Linked DNA regions of Mus musculus: region 1 is linked to region 2. Evidence: chromatin contacts called from public HiChIP or PLAC-seq data. All regions are on one chromosome and are shown on one strand. Each heading gives the region's core, a stretch centred on a gene start, on an enhancer-like site or on the middle of the called end of the contact. The rest is flanking DNA. Distances are from core to core; before and after follow the strand shown.

Evidence for each region. HiChIP or PLAC-seq counts read pairs in DNA pulled down with a chosen protein or histone mark.
Region 1: an H3K4me3 HiChIP or PLAC-seq map of stem cell-derived neural progenitor cells shows a contact between it and region 2, with 15 times the contacts expected there. The contact joins the promoter of Wtip here to the promoter of Gramd1a in region 2. A contact is called at or near these places in 1 of 39 promoter capture datasets (embryonic stem cells), 3 of 484 Hi-C or Micro-C datasets (all in embryonic stem cells), 7 of 115 datasets of contacts at active chromatin or transcription factors (embryonic forebrain, embryonic stem cells, large pre-B cells and 2 more) and 1 of 9 other capture datasets (embryonic stem cells).

The regions. Positions count from the first base shown.
Region 1 is chr7:34,128,807-34,135,276 of GRCm38.p6, reverse strand. Wtip (WT1-interacting protein) reads left to right here and starts at 2,009. Exons shown (of 8, transcript NM_207212.2): 1 at 2,009-2,788. The coding sequence starts at 2,218.
Region 2 is chr7:31,147,006-31,152,987 of GRCm38.p6, reverse strand. It overlaps Gramd1a (GRAM domain containing 1A), which reads left to right and starts at 1,817. Exons shown (of 19, transcript NM_027898.4): 1 at 1,817-2,092. The coding sequence starts at 2,085.

The sequences.
Region 1 (6,470 bases), core at 760-3,259, 3.0 Mb before region 2:
AATGGATTTTAGTTGACCCTGGACACTAATGTATCATTTGAATTCTGAAGGTTCTAACTGTGAAAGCTGGACTGAAACATTTACTTGTTTTTATTGGGAGGTGGTGGCAGTTCTTGCTATGCAGCCCAGGCTGGCTTCAAAAGTGATCCTCCTGCTTCAGCCTCCTGATTATAGCCTGGGACAATCATAACCTAGAATAGATGTTTTGAAAGAAATTTCTGCTTATAATTTTATGGTAGTTCAGTAATCTGTGTGTGCACGTTCACATGTGGATGTGCTTGTATACACACAGTGTGTGTATATGGAAGTCTGAGAAGAACTTTGCAGTCTACTCCTGGTGTGTGTGGGTCCAGGGAATGTAATGTGGGTGGTCAGGCATATCAACCAGCCCTGATTTGTGTGTATGTGGCGGCGGTCAGAAGACAACTTTAAGGACCTGGTTCTCTCCTTCTACTGTGGGTTCTGAGGATTGAACTAAATAAGGCATTAGGTATATGTATACAAGTGGTTTTTACCTTCTGGAGGCTTTTCACTGGCCCCCAACATTTTCACTTTTAAATGGCTGATAAATGTGATCAGTGAAATGGGATCACCGGTCAAATGGTTTCTCCTTTCTCATTGGACCATGAGGTGGCTCTCCTGACTGGACATTTGTTCCTCAAATACTTGCTTCCACACCTTGTGTGCATAAGGCAGAGCTGGAATTCCTTAGGTCCTAGGAGGTGCATGTGTGTGTGGGGAGGTTGGAGGGCGGGTTGGGGGGGATGGGCCAGACACTACAGTTTCCCTTCCATCTGGGAAGCAGGTGTCCCAGCTGGCTCTTTGCACAGTGAAGGCCAGGCTTCTGTGCATCTGGGTAGGTCAGTCTGCTGCCAACAAGCTCCCTTCCCCTGGTACTGGGGCATGTTACCATCCCCCTCTGAGAAAAGGGAGTCTGGAAGTGAAGGGCTTTCCTTTAAAACTGTTTTCCTGATTACTGGGACACAACACATGAGGTTTGGTTTTCTTTCCCATGACAGCTCTTGCAGGGTAAGACAGATTTTTGTTTGTTTGTGGGTTTGGGGTAAGATACAATATGGGAGTCTCACGTTCAGCCTGCTTCCTTCTACCAGGGTAACTAACACGGAGAAAAGGAAACAACTGGATTTTCCAAGGCCTAGTGGATACTGGTTCTAAATTGACAATAATTCTGAGAGTCCCCTCACATCGGAAAAAACAAACAAACAAACAAACAAACAAACAAAAAACCCTTAGACTCATTATGGCTCTCCAATTAAAGTAGGGATGCCAGTTGATAAACAGGCTTGTTTTGCTTGCTTGTACATCATGCACGACGTTCATGCCTAGCAGTGGAAGAGGTGGTCAGATTTCTTCGAACTGGAGTTAAGGAGAGTTGTGAACCATCGTGTGGATGCTGAGAACTGAATTTGGGTCCCCTGCAAGAGCAACAAACTCTCCTAACCTCTGAGCCATGGCTCCAGCCTAAAAGAATTTTGGTGGAAGTCACACTTACAATGGGTCCCGGAACTCATCCCGTGATTCTTTTCTAAGTCCCAGAATGTGTAATTGGGACGGTTATACCTAGACTTTGCTAGAATCCTTACACTGTGTTTTGAAACTGCCAGAATTCCCACGTTGGTGTCACATCCATGTGGCACAAAGCAGGCAGCATCAGGCTGTGTTCCTTTAGCAGAGGGCCAGGGAGGAATATGGGGAGGGAGGATGTGGGCTCGGGGCTCAGCCTGGGGGTGGGGGGGGAATCTGGAATGTGCCCTGAGGCCTCGGGGTGGACCAGAGCCTGGGCCACCGCTGTCCCGCCCGCGTCCTCGCGAAGTCTGCGCACCCCTCGGCCGGGCCGTCGCCGCCCCCCCCCACATTCCAGAGGCCGCTGCGCAGTCTCCTTCCTCACATTCCTGACGGGGCAAAGGAGTCCCTCCGTCCCCCCGCCCCCTGCGCGCGGTCTCGAAGCGGAGGGGGCGCGGCCCCGAGCTGCGCGCGCATTCCTCCGCCGCGCGCCTCCGTTCCTCCCTCCCTCCCCGCCACGGCCCCGCGCGAGAGTGCGGCCCACGCCGAGCGACCGCGACCCGGGCCCCGCCCCGCCCCGCGCCCAGGGGTCCCGGGGCGGGCTGCGGGCCGGCGGACGATGCGGCGGCGCTGCCGGAGCGGCGGCGGCGGGCGGCGGAGGCGGAGGTGACGCGCCGCGGCGGGCCGACGGCCATGCAGCGCTCGCGGACGGCCGCGGACGACGCGGCTCTGCTCCTGGCCGGGCTGGGCCTGCGCGAGTCGGAGCCGACCGCCGGCTCCCCAGGGCGCGTGCGGCGCGGGCCGAGGGCCGTGGACGAGGCGGCGCCAGCGTCGGGCCGCCGAGGCAAGGGTGGCTGCGGCGGCCCCGAGGCCGCGCCCGACGTCCCGAGCCGCCCCGAGCGAGGCCCGCGCGCCAGCCTCGCGGGCTCGGACGGCGGCAGCGCGCGCTCGAGCGGTATCAGCCTGGGCTATGACCAGCGCCACGGCCCCGGCCCCGGGCCGCCGTCGGGGGGCAGCGCGCGCTCCAGCGTGTCCAGCCTGGGTTCCCGTGGCTCAGCGGGCGCCTGTGCAGACCTGCTGCCGCCCGGCGTCGGCCCGGCGCCCGCCCGCTCTCCGGAGCCTGCCCAGTTCCCCTTCCCGTTGCCGTCGCTGCCGCTGCCCCCGGGCCGGGAGGGCGGCCCGAGTGCGGCCGAGCGGCGGCTGGAGGCGCTCACGCGGGAACTGGAGCGCGCGCTCGAGGCGCGCACGGCGCGAGACTACTTTGGTGAGCGTGCGCGGGCCAGGGTCTGGGTCGGGGGTCCCGGGGTTCTGGTAAGGGCTGTTCTCCAGCCACGGATGCGGAGATGCCCGGCGCTTCCTGACTTGAGGCGGGGGTGGGGTGGGGGTGGGTGAGGGGTGGGATCCAGACAAAATCAGGCTGATTGACAGCCTAACCTGTTTTCTGGACACTTAAAAAAATGATTATTTACTTAGAGACAAGGTTTCACTCTGTAGCTTAGACTGGCCTGTCTTCCTGCCCCCGACTCTGAAGTTCTAGGAGTAGAGACATATGGACTCTGCAAAAGATTCAGTTAGGTGTATATTGAAAGTACCTCGGGAGGTCAGAAGGTGTCAGATTCCTGGAACTGGAGTCTGGTTGTGAGCAGTATTGGGAACTGAGTCTTCTCCGTTGAGAAGTTGAGTCTTCTGCAAGAGCACCAAGCTCTTACTGCTGACCCATTCTTAAGCTCCTTTGCTGGGCATTCTTCTTCATCCCTAGTATTGCCCCTAATAAAGTTTGATGAAGAGCAGAACGGAAGCGTCTCCCCTTCCAACTGAGGCATGGATAGGGGCAGAAAGATGGGGTTCCCCGGGTACCCCTGAACCTGTGTGACTGAGACTTCAGTGCTGGTAGAGGCTGTAGGTGGAACTGTGTGAGGCTACAGGACCAAGGCAAGCATTCAAGGCTTCTCTGGGCTAGGTCTTATAAACAGGATATTTCCTACAAGAATACCGAGCTAGGGGGGTAGCTCTGTGATAGAGCACTTGCCTATCACTGCCCTAGGTTTGTTTTCCAGCAAGGCAAAGCAAATAAACAAAACCACAAACCAGCCTTACATCTGGTTACACATAGATAGAAAAAATACAAAGAAAAATACGCGTTCAGACGTCACCCTTTAGCTTGGCATGGTTGGTACAGACCTGTGATGCCAGCACTGGGGGTTCAGGAACAGTAGGATAGTTTAAAGCCAGCCTCGTCTACATGTAGTTCCCAAACAGTCAAGGCTACAAAGTCAGACTGTGCTTCAAAAAGTGGCAACAGAAAATAGACTTTATATCATTAAATACCAAAGAAAGGGACTCTGACTCATAACAGCCCTGGTAAAGAAATCACATGCATTAGCAAGGCCCCAAAGTCTCTGATGGCTTTTCTTGGCACAACAGTTAGGTGAGTCAGGTACAGGGAGTGAAGCTGGCTTGGGGATGTGTATGGTTAGCAAGCCTGGGACAGGGCTGGCTGAGTCTGAGCTGTCTCACATTCAGTAGAGCTAGCAGCTCCACGATGCTTTGAAGTAGATCTTAGGGGAGTAGACCTTAGCAGGTCGTGTGGGTGTTTTCCAGGGTGGAGGAAGAAAGTGAGGGTATGAGAAGGTTGTAGCCCAGGATGGTCAAGGGCATGCACGGGCTAGAGTGGTTTGGCTTTGGAATGAGATGCTTGATCTGATGACGTGAGAAGTCAGGATGGGGAATCTGTGGTTTAGCCGAGGTGATGGCTGCTGTAAATGGCCTGGGAGTAGGAGGTGAGTGAAAAACTGACCTTCTGCCAGGAGCCAAATTGAGACATTTCAGCCGGATACTCTCTGTGCTCTTGGTTGAGCATCTGATCATCTTCTGGCCCGTGCACACTTAGAGGCTCAGCATTGGTCTGTCTGTTGGCCCCTGTGGCCACTCTCAAGTCTGCGTATTATGCTGGGTATTTAATGTGAGGGTAAAGACACTATAGCCCAAAACTGCTGGAGGTGAGGATCCTTTCTAAAGAGCACCGAGGGCTCAGCTTTAGCCCTGTTAGCCACACAGGAGACTGCGCTGGCTGATTATAGAGGTTTCCCTCTCTGAATAAGCTCTCATCTAGTGCAAGCTGCTCCAGAATGTGCTCCGGAGCTCAGGACAGCCTTTCCCAAGCCTAAACCCCAAGCATTGGGATTGCAGGTGTGCACAGCACAATCAGCTAGATTATGGGGTGATGAGGATGGAACCTTGGCCTTCATGCATGCAAGGCAAGTACTCAGGCAAATGAACAGTGTCCTCAGTCCCCCTTTTTAGCTAGGGCCTCACTCTGTATGCCAGTCTGACCACCAAGTAACCATCTTCCTGCCTCAGCCTCCTGAATGCTAGGGTCACAGGTTTGAGACGTGATACCTGCTCTAAATGCTAGCTCTCACTCCCTAAACCAAAAATATGCCTTTTTTCTGGTTCTTAAAAATGTGCAATTTCGGTTAAACTATGTGTTTGATATCAGTTGGGGTTTTTGAGTTACAGAAATGGCAGTTTCTAGGTATAGTAAACAAGCATTTGGAAAACTGAAACAGAACCATTATGCGTTCCAGGCCAGCCTGTGCTACAAAATGAGACCTGGACAGCAAAACAGAAAACAAAAATGTGTTCATTTCACTTTTTAAAAATTTAATTTAGAGGCCAGAGTCTTAGCTTAGGTTAGCCTTGAACTCTTTTTGCTACAGCCTTCCAATCGCTGGGAATACAGGCACGTGCCATCCTATCCAGCTTGCAGTTTAAAAAGTTTCAAATCTTTTTTTTTCTCCTTTTTTTTTTTTTAAGATTTATTTATTATTTCTTAAGTACTGTAGCTGACTTCAGACACTCCATAAGAGGGCATCAGATCTCATTACGAATGGTTGTGAGCCACCATGTGGTTGCTGGGAGTTGAACTTGGGACCGGCAGAGGAGCAGTCAGTGCGCTTAATGGCTGAGCCATCTCGCCATCCCTGTTTCAAATCTTTTGACCTGAATAAGCACCTCTTACAGAAGGAAGTCTGACTTCTAAGAACCTTGTCTATAGTGTGTTCTTCTGTCTGTTCCATCCCTAGCTCCCTCCTCCATAGGCTCTGTGTCAGCTGACCTCTTGGTACCCCTGTGTCTTCTCCCCAGTTCTGCTGTCTGATGGAGGCCAACAGCCTCAGGCCCCTGAACTGACCATCTACTGCTAAGGCTCCTAGGCCATACTCTGTGTTTGCTTCTCTTAGCAGCCTTTGGTTCCAGCTCTTCCCACTGTGTGACGTGTGTGTGTGTGTGTGTGTGTGTGTGTGTGTGTAGACACATGAATGCTCTGGCATGTATATATGTGTATAGAGGTCACAGACTTAACTCGTGGGAGTTGGTTCTTTTCCTTTACTATGTAGGTTTTGAGGCTTGAACCCAGGTTGTCAGGCTTAGCTGCAAGACCCTCTGAGCCATTTCACTGGCCTGTTTTTGACCTAAGTGGGTTTGTAGGACTTTGTGTGTTGCCCCTAGCCTTAGTCACTTTGCTTTTATGTTCAACAGCTTTCTGGTCTCTTGACACCCATCCTGCTTTCCACTTCACTCAGAATACTGAGGTCCCCAAGTTCAGTCTTTGTGGCCTGGCTTCCTGTTTCTCCCTCTGCCTCAGTACACAGCCAGTCTGCCACCTGAGAGGGTACCATTCTGATCTCTCTGACCTCTTCCTCCAACTTAAGTTTTCCTCTTTCCATTGGCCCTTTTCTTTTGGTTATAAATCTGTAGAAGGATCTTTCACATGCACACACACACACACACACACACACACACGTCCAGACACACATGGGGGTGGGGGGCTGAGATGCCTCTGAGGCTAAAGAAGCAACTTGTTCCCAAGCCTGTCTACCCACATTTGAGTCTCAGAATCTGCATGGTAGAAAGGAGAGAACTGACTCCTGTAAGTAGTCTTCTGA
Region 2 (5,982 bases), core at 568-3,067:
TCCTCTCTCTTTCTCTTTCTCTCTCCTTCCTTCCTTCCTTCCTTCTAGACTGTTTCCTGCATTACCTTGGCAAGTCCAAACTCTCTTTGTAGACCAAGCGGGACTAAAACTCACAGCAATCCTCCTGCCTCTGCCTCCCAAAGTCCTCTAATACCACATAAGCTTAACAGCTTAATTCATCTAAAACAAACAAACAAACAAAAATCCAACTAAAATGACCAACCACCCACAGAAGTCCTGAGTGATTTTTTGATATGCAAATTTGAGCACAATGGCCTTCCACTTAAATACTTTAATGACTTTCCATTGTCCTTAGAAACAATTCAGAACCTTTAACGAAATTAATGAGGCTTTTTATGCATACTGAACCTCTTATGTCTTATGGTGAGGACACAGATGGCCATTATACACTTTTATTTGAAATGAATATTCACTAAGTAAAAATGTAAAAATTTGTGCGGTTGGTGGTTCCTGCCTGTAATCCCAGCATTTAGGAGGCTGAGGCAAGTTCATAAATTCGAGCCCTGACTCAGCTACATACTGAGGTTTGAGGCCAGCCCAGGCTATATAATGATATCCAACCCACCCAAGCCCTCACCACCGAAGTAAATGTCTTTCTAAGAGTAAACAAGCTACGGACGTATAAAAAGAGCAACACAGAAAGATGGAAGGCAGCCATGCAAGAAGAGCGAGCTTCCTCCTGTGGAAGGGATAGCAGTGCAAAGGTCCTGAGGCCGGAGGCAGGTGGGATGAGCAGGGGGGTAGATTGACACCTGGGATAATCAACCAGGAGGCTAAGGAGGAACCAGTTAGACAGACAGGTGGAAGGGGCCCAATCAGGAGGGCTCTGGACACCAAGATGAGCACTTTTTTTTTTAAAACAAGGAATGAGGTGGAGCCAGGGTAGGGCTTGAAGCCAAGAGGCCTCTGGCCAGACTTGGCGATTCACAGGCTAGAGCTCTGGCTGTAAGTGGTAACAGAGCGGGATAGGAATGGAAACCAAACAAGGTGGGACTGGGCCTACTGTAGCTGGACAAGAGGCTGAAGGCCGAAGAGGGGTGGGGAGAAATCCCTGGGCTGGGTCCCAAAGCCAGAGGCTCGTTCACATTGTGTTCTCCAACAAGGACGACAACCACGCCTGGCTTGCAGAGGTGGGTGCAGGGCTGGCTGGCACAAGAACTCGTCCTACACTGCAATGTATGGTCATTTCCCGTCCTGAGGCTCGGCAGGCTTCCCAGTATCAAAAACGCTGATGAGCCCTGCCCCTGTGCTGTTCTGGGGGAAACCCCTTGCCTGGGAGCAGGGGGCTCCCCAGGCCTGAGGGACTTGCCCAAGCGCACACAGCACTGCTAGGAGCCGGGTGGGCTGGAATCTGACGTGGTCTGCACGATTAGGCTGGGGAAGTCTCCATACACACGCGCGCGCGGAAAAGTGAACGCTTCTAAGGCAGGAACTGAGGTTCTGAGGCTGGGTGGGGAGAACGGGAAGAGGCTTTCCACCCTCCAGCTGTGGTTCCCCGACCCCACCCCCAGACTTCCGCCCCAGGCCAGTTCTTCCCAGCATCAGCCTGTCACCCACCTCCATCCCACTTCTCAGAGACTCTTCTGGGTCCAGGGGAGAAGCCCAGGGTGTTTAAACTTGTTTGCTCATTTGTTTTGAAGACAAATTCTCACTCTGCATTCCAGTGGCCTGGAATTCATTATGTAGCCCAAGCTGGCCTCGAACTCATGCCAATCCTCCTGTCTCAGCCTCTGGGATGTGAGGCGTGCGCTATCACGCCCCGCCCAGGCTGCTCATTTTAAATAAAAATTTTCTTCTGTCTCCCAGCCGGACTCTTTCCCCAGCCATCCTAGGCCTAGGCCCGCGCTCGCGTCCATGTCCCCCTCCCGGCGGGGGCGGCGCCGTGACGCGCGGGGCGGGAGCAGGAAGGGGGTGTCGCTGACGCCGAGGCGGCCTCCGGCGGCTCCGGCCTTTTGTGCGGGTGGCAGGGTCCGGTGGAGGCGGCGGCCGAGGCAGGCGAGGCCCGGGAGGCCCATCTCAGAGCAGCCGGCCGGGTCCTGCCCTGCAGCCGGGGCGCCGCATCCATGTTCGAGTAAGCACCGGGCCTCGGGGTGGGAAGCGGGGACGGTGGTGCGATCGGGCTGCGGCAGAGGGCCGGAGCTGGGTTTCCAAGCTGGTGCATGTAGGAGCGACCCCGCTGGGGACCAGAAGGGGTACACGTGAGGGATTGCAACCTGGCGGCGAGACCCAAGATTGGGGCGTCACTACCGGCCTGGGACGCATATGGGCAGCGGGGAGCTCCTCTAGGCCCTGATCGTCCCCCTACGGGGAGCCCTGACCCAACACCCAGATGAAAGGGCCGCGAGCAGCCCCACCCCCCATCCCCATTACTGGGCAGGCCCCGCAGATCCTCCGGTCGGTGGTCCCCGTTTGTCGTGGGGGCTGGGGAAAAGGAGCTTCTTTGAGCCTGAGATCTCGGCGGGGTGGGGGTCGGGTGTGTTCTGCCCCCCTCCCGCCCCCGCCACTCCTGCCTGGTCACCTGTGCCTGCGGGTTTCCGTTTGTGATTGTGCTCAGCGTGGTGTGTGTGTGTGTGTGTGTGTATGTGTGTGTGTGTGTGTGTGTGTAACAGCTGGGATTCTTTGGGGCAATGTTGTGTGGCTGTCTGTATGTTATCTATCATCTTCTGTGTGATGGCTACCACCCAGGTCGAGTGCATCTGGTGCTCTTGGACCCACTGTGGTTGTGTGTGAGACGTGTCTCATTTTCTTTGTGGCACCGTGTGCAAATCACACATTCTGAGCTTGTGCCTCATTGTGACTTGTACAGCATTCCGCTTCAGTCTCTTGGCTGACTGTACCTATAATTCACCATGAATTACGTCTGTGAGTTACCTCCGTGAGCTCTCATTGTGATTTGAGTATGTGTGCATGTGGTTGGGGCTCAGCTGCTGTGCGCCTGACATCCACATTTGGATGTCTTTTGGTTCCGTGAACAAGTAGAAATTGCATGTGTCTACCGGTGACAGTGTGGTGTCACTGGGCCCTGTGGGTGGCTCACTTACCTCTGATTCCGTCTGTGGGAAAGTCCCAGTGTATCCAAATGTGGCATTGTTGCATGCCTTGGGTGTGTGTGGGAGATTGTCTCTGTCTCTCAGACCCTTTGTGGCTTTGTCTGTTGAAAGAGACAGAGACCCCTTGTGGTTTTCTCAGCTGAGAACCCTCCCTCCTGGGATGTTGGGTGTAAACTTAACTGCTTTGCAAAGCCTGCCCCTCCTCATGCTGACCCTTCAATATCTGGCAGTGCATTGTTCCCAAGCCCCCCTTGTCTATGGGAATGTCAGGGCTCTCTCACCTTGACAGCTGATAATTCCATTCCTCGACTCTTGAGAACTGGCCCTTGCTTTGTTTTCTCTGCCTGGTGAACACCCACCCTGCAGTTAGAGGGTCAGTCGGGATGTGTAGGTTGATATGATGACTTCCCATAGGAATGCATGTCTGGGTCACTGGGTCCCATGACTAGGTGCCGTGTGAATAGTTTTGTTGTGGGTTTCGCTGTTTGTTTTGCTCTTCAGTGTAAAACTTTCTCGTGGTTGTGTATAGGACGCTGATTTATGTGGACTTACTGTGTTTCTCTGATTCTGGGATGCTGTGCGACTGTAGCATATTTGTAGCGAGCGTGCATGTGTGTGTGTGTGTGTGTGTGTGTGTGTGTGTGTGTGTGTGTGTAAAACGTTCCTGGCAGTTGTGTATGAATTTGACACACTTACAATGCTGTGGTTGTTTATGCTTGTGACACTTCTGTACGTGTGAACGGCAGAGAGACAGGTGGGAGAGACTTCGTTCACCTGCAGGCCAGTTTGCCTGGGACCCTCTGTGTCCCCAGCCATCTTTCCCTTTCCCACACACCTGTGTGTGCTCTTGCCCCTCTGTGCTGAGGCCGATCCTGAGGCCCAGGACGCAGAGCATCTGCACAGTGAAAACGCCATTCTCTTCCGAGTCTCCGCCCCTTAACGGTCCTCCTCTCGCCACTCTGACCCCTCCCTTCACTCTCTCAGGACTGGCTGGCTGGCTGGCTGGCTGGCTGGCTGGCTGGCTGGCTTTGGCCACCCTAGGGCTCTGCTACCCGCCCTTGAGAACTTCCTCTTTGTCTCTTCCAAGAGCAAGAGGGATGAACTTGGCTTGTCTGTGCCTTCAGCCTGCCATTGAGTGGACCTGGGGCTTCAGAATCAATCAGGCCCGAATCTTAGCCCAGAGGTGAGAAGAGACCACAGGAACCCCCGGGGCCTTCTGCTCTCTAGAAACGTGCAGGGTGGCCCAGGGTCCTCAGTTCTGCTGGTCGCTTGCTGTTCTCAGACCTGCCAGCCTCCTTCCTGGCCCTGAACTTGACGCTTTGAGAGAGTCCAGCACTGTCTCCCCCACATTTCGCCAGCTCTGTTCTTTGTCCCCAGCCCTTGGCCTCAGTAAGCCTGGCCCAGCTAAGCCCTTTGCAGTCAGTCTGGCTCACTTAAGAAACCCTCTCTGCTCCTAATTATTCTGTCAGAATTCAATGTGCATCAGATTTTAAGTTGAGGTTTCTGATGCCGGTGGGGGTGGAGATTTACATTTGAGTTTTGTTTCTCTTTTGTTTTGTGGCAGTCCTGGTGATGGACTCCAAGGCTTTGTACATGCAAGGCATATCCTCCAGATTCTGTTGGGCGGATTCTACTGATTCACATGCCCAGCTCCTTATTGGTGATAGCTACTGGTGAGCCACGCCCCCAGGCCCTCACCACTAGGTTCAGGGCCCTTTAGCTACACATTCACAACTCTGGAGTCCTTAAGACAGACTCTTGCTATGCAGCCTATGCTGGTCTCAAACTCTGTGATCCTCCTGCCTCAGCCCTGGAATACTGAATTAACAGGAGTGCCTCACCGCCTCTGGATGGAATCTGTTTCAAACAGGTTCCTGGTCCGGTTGGTGGAGTGTTCTGGGGGAGGGGGGGAGGGGCTGTGCTAACCTTTACAGCAAAGGCAAATGTCAGATGTCAGAGGCCATTATTTTCATTTCTGTGGGGTTTTGTGTGTGTGTGTGTGTGTGTGTGTGTGTGTGTGTGTGTGTGGTGATCTGGCTCCCTGGTTAGTGCAGCCAGGTAGTTGGGACCTGCTGCTTACAGTGTCCCCACTGTGTTCTGTGTATGTTTAGACAGCAACAGGAAGGTCTAGGGCACCAGCCGAGGTCCCTCCAGAGTCAGCATAGCTTCTTGATCAGTTCCATGAAGGTTGGTGGCAGAGGTGTCCCTTTTATTTCTGAAGTTGTGCCCAGGGGAAGCTGTCATACATTGCTTCTTCGTCCCTTTGCCTTACATATCATTTCTTCTCCACGCAGCCTGAGGAGGTAAGAAAACCAGGTGAAAGTGAGGCTGGGGAAGGTGTAGACGCGGCCCTGTGGCTCTGAGGCTGCAAGCCTTTAGGTCCTTTGAATCCAGGCTCTGGAGGGAGCAAGCAAGCCTGGTCACTTTGCTCATGCCATGGTGGTGCCTACTCATGGGCACCTACTAGGCGAAGGGGAGAATGATGGGGAGCCAGGAGGACAGCATGCTCCTGGTAGATGCTCTGAGGGCAAGAAGGTGAGGGGCATCGGCAGAGGGCTGTGATTTCAAATGGGACGTGGAGACATGTCTGCCAAGCATGGCGGGGCTCTGGGGGAGTTAGTTCTGCCTACATCTAGTGAGAGAAGGGCATATGGATAAAGGGGAGAATGAAGGCAGGAGCTAGAGAAGAGGGAGTTCCCATGATGAGGGCCAGGGAAGGGTTGAAGGCTTTCCTGGGATAAGTAGGGTGGCCTGACAGCCAGGAAGTCTCAGCTCAGTGTGGGAATAGGCTTTCTCGGGCTGAAAGTTGGGACAGACTGAGTTCAGACACCAGAGCATGGTGACCATGGAGAGCCGTAGTGACCCAGGCCACTGTTGATATCCTTTTATTTAGTCATATCATTTATACAAT